Regions from separate parts of the Mus musculus genome. Here regions 2 and 3 are each linked to region 1. Evidence: chromatin contacts called from public HiChIP or PLAC-seq data. All regions are on one chromosome and are shown on one strand. The core of a region is the stretch at or near the end of the contact, and the rest is flanking DNA. Distances in the headings are between cores, read along the strand shown.

Evidence for each region. HiChIP or PLAC-seq counts read pairs in DNA pulled down with a chosen protein or histone mark.
Region 2: a contact with region 1 is called in an HNF4G HiChIP or PLAC-seq map of pancreatic cancer cells. The contact joins the promoter of 0610040J01Rik here to the promoter of Arap2 in region 1. A contact is called at or near these places in 5 of 39 promoter capture datasets (the C10 cell line, hippocampal neurons, liver and 2 more) and 5 of 115 datasets of contacts at active chromatin or transcription factors (bone marrow-derived dendritic cells, large pre-B cells, pancreatic cancer cells and 1 more).
Region 3: an H3K27ac HiChIP or PLAC-seq map of stem cell-derived neural progenitor cells shows a contact between it and region 1, with 5 times the contacts expected there. The contact joins the enhancer-like site here to the promoter of Arap2 in region 1. A contact is called at or near these places in 1 of 39 promoter capture datasets (embryonic stem cells), 1 of 15 datasets of contacts at CTCF or cohesin (pro-B cells), 1 of 484 Hi-C or Micro-C datasets (B cells) and 4 of 115 datasets of contacts at active chromatin or transcription factors (large pre-B cells, neural progenitor cells and stem cell-derived neural progenitor cells).

What each region holds. Positions count from the first base shown.
Region 1 is chr5:62,763,228-62,768,207 of GRCm38.p6, reverse strand. It overlaps Arap2 (ArfGAP with RhoGAP domain, ankyrin repeat and PH domain 2), which reads left to right and starts at 2,031. Exons shown (of 33, transcript NM_178407.3): 1 at 2,031-2,314.
Region 2 is chr5:63,809,656-63,814,635 of GRCm38.p6, reverse strand. It overlaps 0610040J01Rik (RIKEN cDNA 0610040J01 gene), which reads right to left and starts at 2,141. Exons shown (of 4, transcript NM_029554.4): 1 at 2,041-2,141. It overlaps Nwd2 (NACHT and WD repeat domain containing 2), which reads right to left. Exons shown (of 7, transcript NM_177006.3): 7 at 4,090-4,980.
Region 3 is chr5:63,765,320-63,770,299 of GRCm38.p6, reverse strand. All of the region lies in intron 3 of Nwd2 (NACHT and WD repeat domain containing 2), which reads right to left. Among named protein-coding and RNA genes, the nearest start is that of 0610040J01Rik, 45 kb to the left of the region's middle. Within about 2 kb of position 2,584, at least 29 of the 459 cell types and tissues checked have an H3K27ac peak or open chromatin away from gene starts, as enhancers often do. A contact at or near this core is called in neural progenitor cells, pro-B cells and stem cell-derived neural progenitor cells, where this site is marked.

The sequences.
Region 1 (4,980 bases), core at 782-3,281:
AGCTTAGATGTGCTCAATTTATCTGCTCTTCACTACTGAGCCTCTTTCATCTTCAATTAAACCCGCATTTATAAAACTGGAAGAATTATTTCAGCTCAGAGTTGTGGCATACCTATAAAATATGTATCAGTTGTTTGGCTAGAGACTGGTGATTAACAAGCAATTAATAAAAGGTAGCTTTTACCATCTTTCCCGAGCTATCTCCTCACCCCACCCCTCCAAACCCGCATATGAAGATTCAGCAGACCAACTTAGCACTCAGGAGTGGTGTATGCAGTCTGTAGTGGAGAGGCATTTTGCCTACTACAATGGCTATTAAATCACACGTCTACCCGGCAGCACCATAGTCTGTCCCCTGGGAGAGATGGCATCTAGAGATTGTTTTGTAGTTGTTTACCGTGTATCTTCAGAGTTGCATGCTCAAATTATCCAACATTAAAAAAAAAATTGAAAATCTCGGATAACTGAACGGCATGATTAAGGAACTAAGATGGTCTAAGGACACACGTCCAAACTATCTTATAAAAGCAACTGTGAAAAGTAACATGTTAAAGGTTGCCCCCCCCCCCCCCCCCCCCCGCGAGACACCATAACTGATGTAAGAATACTTGTATATTTGATGGCCTGACTTGTTCCGAGAAGGATTTAAGAAGGCTAATGAAGATTGGGGGTGTGGAGGTGGTGGTGGGAATATATGAGCGCTGTTAGGAGAGAAAGAAAAAGAAACCGGGAGCAAAGGGGGAAGATGAGTCCGGGAAAGAGCAACTCACAGAAAATTTGTAATAAATGGCGTGGAAAGTAAAACTAAAAGCAAAATAAATTAATAAATTAAAAATAAAGAAATAAAAAGAAAGAAACAAAGATTAAACAAAAGAAAAATAACACAGACAAAAAGAATTCTGCAAGTCTTTTGGGAGAAAATGAAGGCAATTTGCCCAGGGCCTTCTTGTGAAACCTTCTGTGTAAAGGATGCTGCAGCTCAAGCCCCTCTTTACCCCCGGAAAGATGGTGGTTTTGGATGGCAGTTGGTGATGTGGACTCGTGAAGGCCTGAGCTCCTGGGAAGCCTCTCACCCTGTGAGCTTCACCCATTAGCTTATTTTCATAATAAGGTCCGCATCACTGTAATTGCTTCACTTTCGTCAACAGATACAGCAGGAAGATAAGTAAGTACTTTCATGTTTTGAGGGAGAAACTCAGGTAGGTAATCTATTAAAAACAAACAACAAACTCAAAACAGGAGTATGAAGCAGGTCAGCAAGGATCCTGCTTGTTCTCAGGTAGGTTTCTGGGATTCTCTCTCTCTCTCTCTTTTTGTTTTTCTCATTGTATCACCAAGATCATTTAAGGACTGATTCAAAGACAGAAAGGCCTTCCAGACTCAAACAACCCCCAGGTTTGAGACCTAGTTTCCCAGAGATAAGTGTTCCTCAGGCCATTGGGTGTTATGCTCCTCCTCCTGAGATTCATCTAAAAAAAGGGATCTTAGAATTTGGTCGTAGCGGTGACTGGGGAGAATCCGACTTTGGGTTTGGTGGATATACTTATTCCTGGAACCTAGGCAAAAGGGTGTCCTAGATGTGTGTGAAGTTTGGGAAACACTGAGGCTACAGGGAAAGTTCTGGGTAGTGTAGCGCTTCTGCATTCAGAGGCGGCAGGATCCACCCCACTGGCCACCCGCCCAGGTCAGCGCACACAGTCCCAGCAACGTGTATCTGTAACCCAGCGAGGGTCTCAGCGGGAGGGTGGCAGGGCCAATCCCCCGCCCCGGGGGGACGCGCCCTTCCAGGGTCGCCACTGGGCAGACGCGCTCCAGGTGGCCTGGGCGGCAGGCGCGGCCGAGCGGCAGGCGGGCTGACTCAGCTGCGCAACAATGCTGCCGAACCGGGACGGCCTGCCCCGCCGCCCCCGCCGTTGAGCTCGGGCCGCCCCCGCCGGCCGCGGATCCCCGCCCCCGGGGCTCGGGAGGAAGCAGCCGGGCGCGGCGCCGAGCACCTGGGCGGCCCGGGCAGGCGCGGCTTCCGGGGCTGCGCGCTCGCCCGCGGAGCCCAGCCGCGCTCCCGCCTCCAGGTGCGGCGCGGGGTCCGCCCGCTCGCCGCCGGGGACAGCGCCCCACGGGGACGAGCCGGCGCTGCGCTGCCGGGGCTCGCGGGCCGCGCGCGAGCGAGGCGAGTCCCCGGGGTGCGCTGGCCGCGGTCCGGTCCCGGGTGCGAGAACGCAGCGCTTCGGGACGCGTGGAGTGCTCGGGCGGCTCTGGATTGTGTCGCTCGGATTGCGCGTCCCGCGAGTGGGCGTCGGAAGAGAAACCAAAGGCGGTAAGTGATTAGAAAGCTGCGCTTGCTTCTGGGATTTGACCCGCACGATTGACAGTCCAGTCAATCAGACTGTCTCATCCCCCTCTGCCCCCGACCAAAAACTGCCTGGGCAAGTTCCAGGCGCTGAGTTCTTTTCTCGGTGGAGGTAATGACTTGGGGCTCTGTGCTCCCCCCTGCACCCCCCACACCCTTCTGGTTACACACTTAAGGGCAGCCCTGTTAATTAACTTTAATTACAATCATTCGGCCTCCACCTGCTTGAACCTAGCACTGTACCAGGGGACCTCTCTGGAGTGCGGTTACCAGGCAGCTCTTTCACCTTTAGTGTGGGAAGCAGTTCTCATGGGAGAATTGGTGTCCATCTATTAATTGAAGTAAGTTTTTATTTTACTTCATTCTGATGTTTTCTTTAGTCTTGGTTTTCTTGGTGGCGATCTGGAGTTTCTTTGACTTGGAAGGTTTGTGAAATTATATTGTGAACAATAGCCTTTGATATTTAGAAAAAAATACAAGAAGTGATAAGATACGCTGTGTGGAAAACTGTCTCAGGCTCTTGTAAGTTAGATGAGAGATACCAAGTTTGTCCTTGAAGTATAGGACACTTAGTAGCACATAAGTTTATTTTTTTTTTTAAGTATTGGAATACGCTATTTTTAAAAGTACATTTAATCGGATGTCATTGTTATTCCCAATAATAGCTTTGTACTTACAAGCCCAGTATCGATTCTCTTCACTTAAGCTTTGTGCACCAGAAGTGTATGGAGCATTGCCTGTAAGTGGAAGGTGGCTATGGATGAGGTAACTTTTTTAAAGGCAAGGAATAACGACAAGATTTTTATTCATGACTTTTATACACTTACAAGAGAAATATGGAAGGCAAAGGCACTTGGTATTCCACTGTTTAACAATGTTTAATAGAGAGAAAATAAAAGTGGGTCGTGCAAGTAGGCTATATCCTAAAATGGAAATATCCCCTGGCTCCTGTCCAAGGAGAGATTGAACACATATTTAAGGTGGGTCTTCACACTAAGAGGGTTTTATATAGACTTGATGTGTCGCAGCCATTTTTTTTTTTAAAAAATGTACCTAGATAGTAAGTCAAAAAGCTTGTTAAAGCTAATTTATATGTGTCTGCTGTTTTGTATTCTTTCCTTCCACTCCTCGGCCTGTCACATGCAGTTTTTTTTTTTTTTTTTTTTTTTTGAGGGGGGAGTTGCTTGTGAAAAGAGTAGCTGAGGGTCCGCTTAGAAACAAATTCTTGTTTTCCTGACATCTCAGGTTCCCAGTTGTGAGGCTCATGGGCACTCAATGAATGCTTTTCAGATTGAAGTACTTTTAGTTACCATGGTTAAATAGAACTCAAGTTCTACTGGATTACAGTTTTTGTGTCTCACATTAGCGTTTGGAAACTGAAGTTTTAAAAACTTGCTTCTGAGGATTCTCCAGGTCCTAGAAGGAGACTTTGCTTTCTGTTTTGTTACTTCCTAACACATTAACTTGCAGCTGAAGAACTCCGTGTGGTGAACTTGACCATAAAATTCAAAGTATGAACGACAGCCGCAGCTTTAATAGTTTCTGTTGTCATGTGCTCCACCCTCTCTTCAGTCTTCTGTTTTGGAGCCACTTACTGGTCTTTTGCACATGCTAAGTTGTGGAGTGTTTCTGATTCTTTGTAAAAGGCTAATCAGGCGATGTCTTCTTATTGGTCCTGGAAATATGTGTTAACTTTTACCCAAACACATTGAATACAAACATAGTGGATGCCTCCTTAAGTCATTTCTACATTAGAGTTTACTATTTTACATTTTAAAAACATTGGTCACAGTGTGGATATATGGCTATATTTCTACCAAGCCTAATGACGTGAGTTTGATCCCCAAGACCCAGAGCCTCATGGTGGGAAGAGACAACTGACTCTAGCAAGTTGACCTCTGACCTCCATGCAAATGCTGTGTCACTCCCATACATGCACATACACATGTACACACATAGAAACAATGCATTAACATATGTAAAATATGTCACCCGAATTGAATATATAATATTAGGAAGGTCATTTGGCTCACATTTTTTCCCTTGATTGGAATAGCAGTGGTATTCTCTTTTAATTATTCTGCGTAGAAATTTTCTTCAAGTTTTTACTCAGCATAAGCAGACTTCTCTACTGATGCTCAAGTGAGAACAAATGTGTTCTGCTATGGATGAGGTGGGGATTTTGTTGAAAGCTATTTCTGTGAGGTAGAGAGAATTATTTTCTGACTTTTATGTGTATCTAGGGGTGGATCGTTGCGGGAAGAAATGGCTCATCATTCCTGAAGGTTCTCAAAAAAAAAAAAAAAAAAAACCAAAACAGAAAACAAACAGTAAAACACCACAGGTTATGCTGTGTGGCCGAGCATGCAGAGAGAAAGGCTTGGTCTGTCCAACAGCAAGGAAAACTGATCATTTCCCTGGTTAACAGATGACTTGGAAGACTGGGGGTAGAGATGGTCAGGACTGTGGAGAGAGTTTCACTTCATTCACAAGAAGTGTGGACTCTTCACTTTCCAGGTCTTCAGCTGACTTCAGCTGCCATTCTGACATCAGGACTTGTTGACCTCTGGATCCCTCCCACCTGCTCCGCCTTCTCTCTGTGGCCTGATATTTATCTGCTCTCCCTGTGCCTC
Region 2 (4,980 bases), core at 892-3,391, 1.0 Mb before region 1:
AGGGGGTTTATCTGCAACCAAACAATCACTCTAATGATCAAATTTAGAAATGAGACAGGTTCTTTAAGCAAGAACCCAAACGAGCCCAATCAGGGTCCCTGGGAAATTGTAGAAGTGGGTCCATGTAAGACACTGTCTAGGGAGGGAAAACTAGCTCTAAGGAGGCTAGTACTCAGTCACGCAAAAAGCCGGAGTCCTTTCTAAGAAACATGGGCAGTGGGCTACTGGGCACCTCCACCAGTGACAGGAAGAGGTCAGGGCTTGCTTTGCCCTTGGGCTGAGACTGGCTCCTGGTCCCAGCATTGAGAACACAGGTTTCAGGTTCTGAGAAGTGCTGGGTCAGAAGTTAGGGAATCTTTCCATTTTTAGGAAAGAGAATGTGCTGAGACAGTAAGCAAGGGTTTTGTTTTGTTTTGTTTTGTTGTTTGTTCGTTTGTTTCATCTTAAATTCCAGGTCTGCAAAATTTCTTTGGAATATAGTGAACATGAACCACATTTATCTTTAGAAATTACTAGGTATCAAAACCTTCCTGGGTAATGAGTCCCCAGGGGGCATGAAATAAACATTGATTGTAGAAGAAGTGAAGGAGCAGGATCAAAAGATGGGCAAGAGTTGGTGAGCAGGAGAAATGAACCACACATCACCTTCCTGTGTCTGCCTGTCACCTCTGAATCTCCCACTGAGCCTTGGAGCTGGCTGTTTACTGATTCTTCATACTTCCCAGAAACACTAACAACCCAGAACTCTCCTAAAGGACCGAGGCTCCATATTGTTGTTGTGGAGACCTGTCCTAGGACAAGGATTTTTACCAAAGAGGCTAGCAAGGTGTTTCAGAGGCACTGGTGCTTAGATGAGGAGAGCTACCATCTCCTCTTTACAGTAGTAACTGGAAACATATATGGGAGATACTATTATTTCTTCCTAAAAATAGTATCAACTAGACAAGTATAAGGGAAATACTATTGTATCCTCCTTAAGATAGTATTAACTGGAAAATTATGTGGGAGGAAACAACTTCAACAAATACAGAACCAACTGCCTTTAAAAAATAACCACTACTCCCACTTCTTTTCCATTCACGGTTCCAAGACTTTCTTTTCTCCAGCGATATTCTTCACCATAGCTGAGTTACAGCCACCCAAGGCAATCAGCCACAGGCCACAACCAACAAACACTCTCGCAGAAACCAGCACAGAAGTGACTCCTGGAACACCCACTTCCTCTACATTCATCGCGCAAATGTCTATACCAGGATGGAAAAGTAGACATTCAGAGTCGATGGAGATGGAATTATTTTGTTTTGCATTTAAGGTTAATTATGGTTCTGGGAGTGGGTAAAAGTCCCCCTGATATCTGCCTGGTATTACTGGAAAATTCTGCATTGGTGATATATATATATATATATAATCTCACCTCATCAGGGCTGTCCAGGCTACAAAGACCCAGGCGATTGACCTGGTAGATATTTGTCTATTAAATATTTACAGCCTGCGACCATTTAGCTCTCTCTCTTTGGCGCCCACTTTCCTAGTCCCAGGCTCTTGCGGAACACCACAGCGTCGTTGTCCCTTCATGCACCCTCACCATCGCCATAGACCCAACCCCAGAACCCAAGGACATTTCAAAGAAGGGCGGGGGCGATCAAATTCCTTTCCCGTTTTAATCAATAAAACCCCCCTAGAAGCGTAAATATGGTGACCCCGGGACACAGGGAGATGGGAAGATCTCTTACAATTTGTCCAGGTTTAAGTTCCCAGGAACAGCAGAGAGCTCAGGAATTGGGAGTTTAAAAATAAACCATTTTACCCAACCAGCACCAGCGCCTTTAGTTTGGAAACCTGTTTCTTGTCGCCACTCTTAGCATGCCTAGGTTGAATTCCGTGACTTCTCCTGAAGTCATCAAATCATCCATTGCCTTGCCTCATAGTTCCTCCTCGCGTCCCCTTGAGAGAAGGGGAGCCCAGAAGCAAAGTCGGGACTCCCGCCCAGGACCAGCCCTCTTCCCGGAGGAGCCCGGCGCAGTCCCGGACCGTACTTACCTGCGGCGGGGCGGCGGCTCCAGAGTCGCGGCGCCCATGGCTTCGTGGGCCTCGGGCGTCCGCGCTGGGACACGCGAGTGGGTCAGCGACGCCCGGAGCCTGTCGCGCTGCAGCCTCAGCCCGGGCTGCGGTCATTGGGCCGCCGCGTCACGTGGACGGGGAGCGGGCGAGCCTCCCAGGCAAGGGTAACCCTTTACCTGCGCCTTGGCCCGCGTGCGCAGGCGACAGGGACAAGGGGACGTCCGGTGATCTATGTTTGAGTGAGTGGTCAGCGAGCCAGCCCGCATTAGTTGCTAGATCGAGCGCACATTGCTTGTCGCCCGCCCGATGGCTAGACAATCTGCTCAGACGCTGCAGTGACGGTCGTTCCTAGGGGCTACAAACTTGCCTGTGCCCCAAAGGCTATTAGTGGGACACGTGAAAGAACCCCGGTTTCAGACCCCTTCCCTTGGAGTGTCAGGATATGGGACACTTCACCCAACACACTTTACCTACGAAGGGTAGAGAACCGGTGCTTTAATCTTGAAATTCGGTTTAAGATTTCGGTCTTCGGTCCACCTGGCCCAGAAGCTGTGGAGAGCTGGCATTTCCAGAAGCCAGGAAAATGTGTTGAGCAATTGCGCCATCTAGCTTCCTCTCTTTCCTCTCCATGCTCAAGGCTCGCAGTGAGAGGATTAAAAGGCAATGCGGGGAGAAGCAACTGAGAGAACTTCCCAAAGACCTAATTTTCTCCAGCGAGTTTTGAGTTGGACATCCCCGCTGTCTTCACAGGCATTTGCCACGCTCTATGGGAGAACACTCAGTGGTTTTTTTGTCCTTTTTAGTGCTAAAATACCTTTGTGCTTTCAAATGTCGATTTACGAGGGAAATCATACGTTGTTGAATGTCATTTATTGATTTGAAGAAAAAAATTTCTTGTTAGAATAAATGATGCTCAGGTTCAATTTCCAGCCTTGTCAGAAATTCCATGGGATACTGGTCCATTTATATATGAATTAGGTTTTTCGGATCAAAAAGAGACTTTGGAATTTGTTTTGGGTTTTTAGAGTCAGTGGGGAGAAACTTTGAGGTTCAACTCAGTAGTAGTAAAGAGAGGAAGGTAAGAAACTTGATAATGCCTTTAGTTTTCTTTTAACTCTTGGGTATTTAAAGTTCTTTTAAAGTAATTGTTTTGTTGAGAACTACATACACAATTGCATCTGATTGTTGTTTACAATATCACCAAAGCTTTCCAATGCTGCCTGCCATGTTTAAAGATATTTTGGGGTGGGGGGAGGTATATATGGGAATTCTCAGATCAACGGTGTGTGTGTGTGTGTGTGTGTGTGTGTGTGTGTGTGTGTGTGTGTGTATGTGTGTGTGTGAAGGTATCTGGAGAGGTTCTCCAAGGTCGTGTTCACTCACCTGGGAATTCCCGAGCGGCACTAGTCCTTGGCTATTTCCTGCTCCAGCCACAAGGGTACCCCTTGCACGGGTACACAGGGAACTTATTTTCTCCCTATTTTGCTGCTGAGTCTGGAATTCTAGAATGCAAGAGCTATTTCATTTACTTCCGTGTTCTTGGTGGAATGTGTGACTGGGTAAATGCTTGCTGACTGAATTCATCAGCTACTTCTGTATATTTGGAGAGAAACAAACAAACAAACAAACAAACAAACACAAACTTGGGCATACTAGTAACATCCAGTGATCTTTAGTAAACTAGCTGAATTTCTCACCTGCAAACTAGTAAAGATGTTAGAAGTTACTGTCACCAAGTGACTACTGGGCACTGAGTTCTTTATTTTCATGTACTTTGAGAAAGCTAACCAAGATGCTAGTGATGTACTGGAATTAGGTCCATGGTCCTTTCTTTTCACCTATAAATGTGGAATAATAATAGTGCCAAACTTTTGAGACTATTGTGTAGACGCCATGGCTTTGTGTCTGGAGCTCCTGGAATATTCTAGGGCCCCTTCGGCACCTGGTCAATTTGAATAATTACCGGTAAGTGAGGTCTTCCACATCTGGCCAACCTCAGTGGTGAAAAAAAAATCAGTAGCACTCAAGTTTTTAGTAGCTCATCTTTTATTCATACAAACGATACATACACAAGACTGTATATTGTTTGAACACTGAAATAACTTTCTAGTGTAACAACTCTGTAACAAAATTTTAACTAAATGTAACATTTATGAAAATATAAATCTCTGATTGGGTAATTCATCCCAACAATACAAAGTTTACATAAAAACATTCAACATGAGCTATCAGTTGCAAACATGTTAGGAAAAAAAATCATTCAAGTCACTTGTTACACTCTAGAGGTTTTTTTTTTTTTCTTTTTTCTTTTTTTTCACAGAACACTCACACACTACATGTAACCCACCTAGGCATTTAGTTCTTAGAAATGTATGGCATGGACGTTCAACTGATAAGAACAGGAATAAGAATGTGTTGGCTGAAGAGCTGAAAGTATGGACTCCAGATCACGTGTATATAGATCTTAGCCCTTCAAGGGCTTCCACTTACTGGTTGGTAGCTAAACTAGGAGGAATACATTGAACAAAGGTGTTTCACCATGGAGAAGGGTGTTGCTATCTGAACAACACCTTCAAATGCTTACGTGTTAAATCCTTCCACCAGTGGAATACAACTGGATTCTCTAGGGGTTTAGATAATTTTCCCTTTTCCTACCGTGTCAGCAATCAAGATGGCACTGTGTAATGTTTTTCTCATATCACTCCCTGGCATCCCCACCAGGTTAACAGGCTACAGCAGAAACTATCCCCGTCTTCATTTTGCAGTCCACAAAAGCAATAAACTCGGTGAGGCTAGAGGTCAAACTACAGGTACATGCTGAGTCACAAGCAGAGCCAGGATGAAAATAAGCTGGTTCTTTGTTCAATGTTCTGATTTAAGTAAGTTCCACTTTGAGAGAAAATCAAACCAATTACTATC
Region 3 (4,980 bases), core at 1,335-3,834, 1.0 Mb before region 1:
TTGTTTAATCAAATGAAAAGAAGGTATAGGATAAGGGAAATATTAGTAAGGCGGAGTCTCATAATAAAGGCATATCCTGATGCAGTAATAACGAGGAGAGACCATACTCTCGCTCAAGTGGTGTAAGTGGAAGGACAGACAGCTTTGGGAAGGATTAGAACTTACTGCTAAGGCTTCCATGACAGCACAGCGTGCCTTGCCCTCTCATGTTACATTTATTTATTTATTTATTTATTTGTTTGTTTGTTTGTTTGTTTGTTTGTTTGTTTTTTCATCAGAGGATGTTTTAAAGGAATAATACTCATGTTTGAAGGACTATTTTTTTCATAGTTCTTTTCCAAAGTAACGAATTAATGCCTGCCCAAAGGAACAAAAAAAAAAATCACACGAGTTTAAAGTAGCCCGAGGCATGGATCTGACCTTTATGGAGACATAGCTCTGATTTGAGAGCTGGATGCTGGTAAAGAGGAAAACCACAGAAGGAGAAGGAGCTCACATAGTCCTGGCTGTGTTAGGAGCTGTGAAGAGTGCAGACAAAGGGGGGTTAGGGAGCCAGCACCCCCAGACTCAAGCTAGTGAAGTGCTAGCTGTTTTTCAGAATTCATCCTTTTAATAAAGTCTTTTAATAAGGAGATTAAAATGCATTGGCCCCTACTAAGAGACCTGTCTCACCTCTGGGGTTGCATTCACATCCATTTTGTGTTTTTTATATGCTGGCATTATCTATTCTGGGCATTTTCGAGTTGTAACCTCTATTGAAAAAATGTTTCTCTATTGTTTGACAAAGTTATTTTTTTGGATAATATAGAGGTCAGGAAATAACAAAAGGCTTTGGTTTAAAAATTTAAGATGGCTGAAATTCCTGGCGGATGGGTTCGAAAATTTTGCTTCATGGCCGGCAGTGTCCTTTGTAGAATTTCTGATAGAAATGTTAGGAAGAAAGGGCAGCACAGTGAAGATTACTCAAGGCCTGAAAGGCAGTTTTCTCTGAACCCCATCTTAGCTGATTATAATCAAGGTCAGCGTTCTTTCTTCAGGATGTTTGCTACTATCCTGCAGTGGCCCTTTTGTTTTCTAAGAAGCAAGGCCAACATTCTTGGTCAGCCTTTTTCACTTCTGATGGTTCTGTGGGCTGCCGCCAATGGTTCGGACAGGGAAAGCAGTGCCAGCTCAATTAGCTGTTTGCTTAAGGATGGCTTAGATACTTTTATGACAGAGGAGTAAGAATGGGGACAGGATGATGTGGAGTAGTCCCCAAGTTCACAGTCAGCCCAGGGCAGAGAGAGAGAGAGAGAGAGAGAGAGAGAGAGAGACAGAGAGACAGAGAGACAGAGAGACAGAGAGAGACAGAGAGAGAGAGAGTGACAGAGACAGAGAGAGAGAGACAGAGACAGAGAGAGAGACAGAGACAGAGACAGAGAGAGAGACTTGGTTCCTGGAGATTCTATAAGAGTGAGACTAGAAATAGCTAGGTGTATTTGCATACACCTTTGATCCCAGCCCTTGAGAGCCAGATGCAGGTGGATCTGTATGCATTCAAGGCCAGCTTGATCTACACAGTGAGATTCTTTCTCAAGCAAGCAAACAAACAAAAACAAAAACAAAACAACAACAAAAGAAGTGTCGGACAGCTGTGCCTGGTGGACACAATCAGACAGTGCCCAGGTAGCTAAGCTGTCTGCTACAGAGGAACCTGCTGAGCATCCTCCTGAGTACAAGGCTCCAGGAAAGCAAGAACTTTGAGGGCTAAGCTCCAGCTTCACAGAGCTGACTCCATCACGGTCCACCATGGTCCACCATAATAACACAGCTGACTGTCCTGGCTTCCTTCTTCTTACCTCCTCCTGGCTAGGCATGTTCCCTGTGCTCTTGACCGTGGCTATGACTCGTTCCTTCCGGTTCCTGCTGCCTTGACTCTCTTCAGTGACTGGCCTGTAACCTGAACATGCATACTAAAAATAAACCATCTCTCCCCCCAAGTTGCTTCTCCCTTGGTGTTTTAATCAGAGTAACAGAGACAAGGCTGTACTTCAGCCCCACCCTTCTCCCCTCAGAGATGCCTGAAAGCAGTGGGAGAACCCACCTCTCTCTGGGCTGCTTCTTCAAGTGCATACCTGCCCGAGATAAAGTGTAATTTGAAAATTAGGCACAGCGAGGGGATAACAATCAGATAAGATGGTTATAACAATACACTGCAATCAAAGTTACACGAGAGTGGCCTCTTTCTTCAAAGAACCGGGATGGGTACTAATATTTTCCATCTGTGGCTGACTGCTGGTAGCTGAATCCCCAGAACCCACGGGCGAGTCGGGGTTACTGTGCATTGTCGCTGCTCGGGCTGTGCTGTTGTTTGTTTGTTTTGTTTTTGTTCTTTCCGTTGTGAAACGCCACTCATTTCCCGCCTAGAAGACAGCAGAGTCCTTCAGCATGGCTAGCATGCTGCTTAATGATCATGTTTTTAGGCTGTGGGATTTTGAATGGCCCTCACAAATGTTTTCCTAGTTGTTGGCAAGTGGCAGCGCACAGATGCAGTTTGTGATGCAGTAAGTGAGAGTGGCTGAAGTGATCTCATTGTACGCAGGCATGGGATAGTAAACGCCTCCAAACTCTACACTGGGAAAATAAACAAAGAAGAGTCCGTGGCGCTTACACAGAGTCTGATTTTTAATGAACTGCAAGTGAAAAGCCTACCCGCTAAATTCCATAAAATTACTTCACTCAGACACAGAAGAGAGACCTATCCTTGGCTCAGAGATGAGACTGCCACCACACAGTTGCACGCTCCCACCCTTTCCTTTCAAAAGTGCCTCTGACTAACGACATGACATATGTGTGCAATCTAAATGTGTACTGACAGGTTTCGAAATGATCATCAAAGTCATTCCTGAAGATTTCCCACTGATGACCAGTAAGATTTCTAGTGTGTGACTTAAACTGAGAAGTGGCCATCACCTCTAAGGTCTTTTCTGCTTCTAAGTGTTGGTGGCTTTAGGACACAGTGACACAGGTAATTATCTGAGTAGGCTCTGGTCCAACAAACCTGAATCTCTGGAGGAGGGGAAAATGGGTCTAGGGATGTTGATGTTCTGCTCAGACGAAGCCCAGTGCCTATGCTAACTTACTGCACGCTGAGCTTTTCAGAACAGTGATGCTGTGTTTCAAAGATTACCCACTCTCAAAACAAACCGAATACCCCATCCAATGTACTAACATGCATTTAGTTTAATATTTCAATAAAATCTTCTTATGGAATCTATCGGTCTCTTTCTTTCTATCCCTCCTTCCCTCCCCTGTCTCTCCTTTTTAATTTGCTTAGCCACAGGTTACATTCTGTGCATTAGCCACGAGATGGCGCTCTCACATTTGAGGAATGAAAGTGGAAGTCTAAAGTTTGAACTCTGTAAAACTAAACATACATCTGATTCAGTGTTAATTTTTTGTCCAGACAAGAAGCCATTTATGTTACAAGAAAAGCACATGGCCTTTGGAAAGGAGAGGATTTTGGGAAGAGTAGTGACCACTGTCCGGGCTGGTTCTTCTCTGATTCCACTACCAAACATGAGGCAAGCATTACGTCCTTTTTTCTATCTGAGGAAACAGGCCCAGGAAGTTTATGTAAAAGGTAACGTACTCGGAATAGGGTAGACATTGTCAATGTGGAGGTGGCAGAGTGGAGGGTGGACTTCAAATCTAATCACCAAGTTCCAAAAAAATGGAGGCAGAACTTAAAATCCCAACGCATTGGGCTCTGGCTTCTAGTTGTGTGTAAGAGTGATGATGGGTCATTGTACTAATATGAATAAATGTGTAGAAAGTGAACACACACTTTACCACTCCTTCCCACATATGTAAGATATAAAATATGAACATTTAAAGAAAAAGAAAAGAAATGTAGGAGAACAAAGAGTCAAAGAGGCTTGAGAGAGTGGCTTTTATGAGAATGGTTTTTGTTTCATTTAAAGTGGAAGGTCCCCCACCCCCAGCCCTCCAGGGACTCAACATGGAAAGAGTACAGTGTTTATAGGGCCACACAGTCACTTCAGCCCCTCTTTGGTCAAGCGCCTCTCCCTCAGTGAGGTATGTTTTGATCATTTCTACCCATGGTTCACCAGGCAAGACTGTGCTGTGCAATCTAAAGTATGGATGTTAAGCCTCCATACACAAGGGTACAGTATCTCTGTTGATTAGTTTTCATTGGGCTAGAGAGGTGGCTTGGCAAGTAAGAGGACTGGCTGGCTGCTTTCCCAGAGCACACACATGGTGGCTCAGAACCCTCTGTAATCCCAGTTTCAAGAGGATTCAATGCTGTCTCCTGGCCTCCACAGACGATACATGCGCATGGTCCTTAAACACGTTTGCTGCCAAAACATATGTGTAAAACAAGTAGACACATTTTTGTCACATTTGTTATTTATTTATTTATTTATTTATTTATTTATGTATTTATGTATGTATGTGTGTGCATGTGCGGGGTGGCTTGACAAGGCACATATATGGAGCTAAGAGGATAAGTCCCTGTTCTCTTTGTTTTCTATCATACAGTTCCTGGGAATTGAACTCAGGTTTAGAGGCCAGCACCTTCACCTGCTGAGCTGTCTCACCGATTCTTAATTTTTATCTGTATGTAATCACGGTGGATATCTTTGAGTGGGGAGGGGTTTAAATGTAAAATAGTATTAAATTAATCACATCTCTTTTTTTAAAATGTGTCCTCTAGAAAGCATGTAAATGTCTTGTGTGCCTCATTGCCATTTTTCTATTGGCTGGGCAGAGTTGGGATAACGTACTGGTTCTCGATTGAACAAAACAATCAATGATAATCCTTTTACTGAATTGGGAAAGACAGGGCAAACGCACGTCTAAGGATGAAAATGATGGTTCTGGTCAGGATGGGCAATGCTGGAGATGCTTACAGGCTATCCAAGCAGAGACAGACCAAAGCAGGGCTGTGAGCTGGGATGGCATGCTCGGGTAGCATTA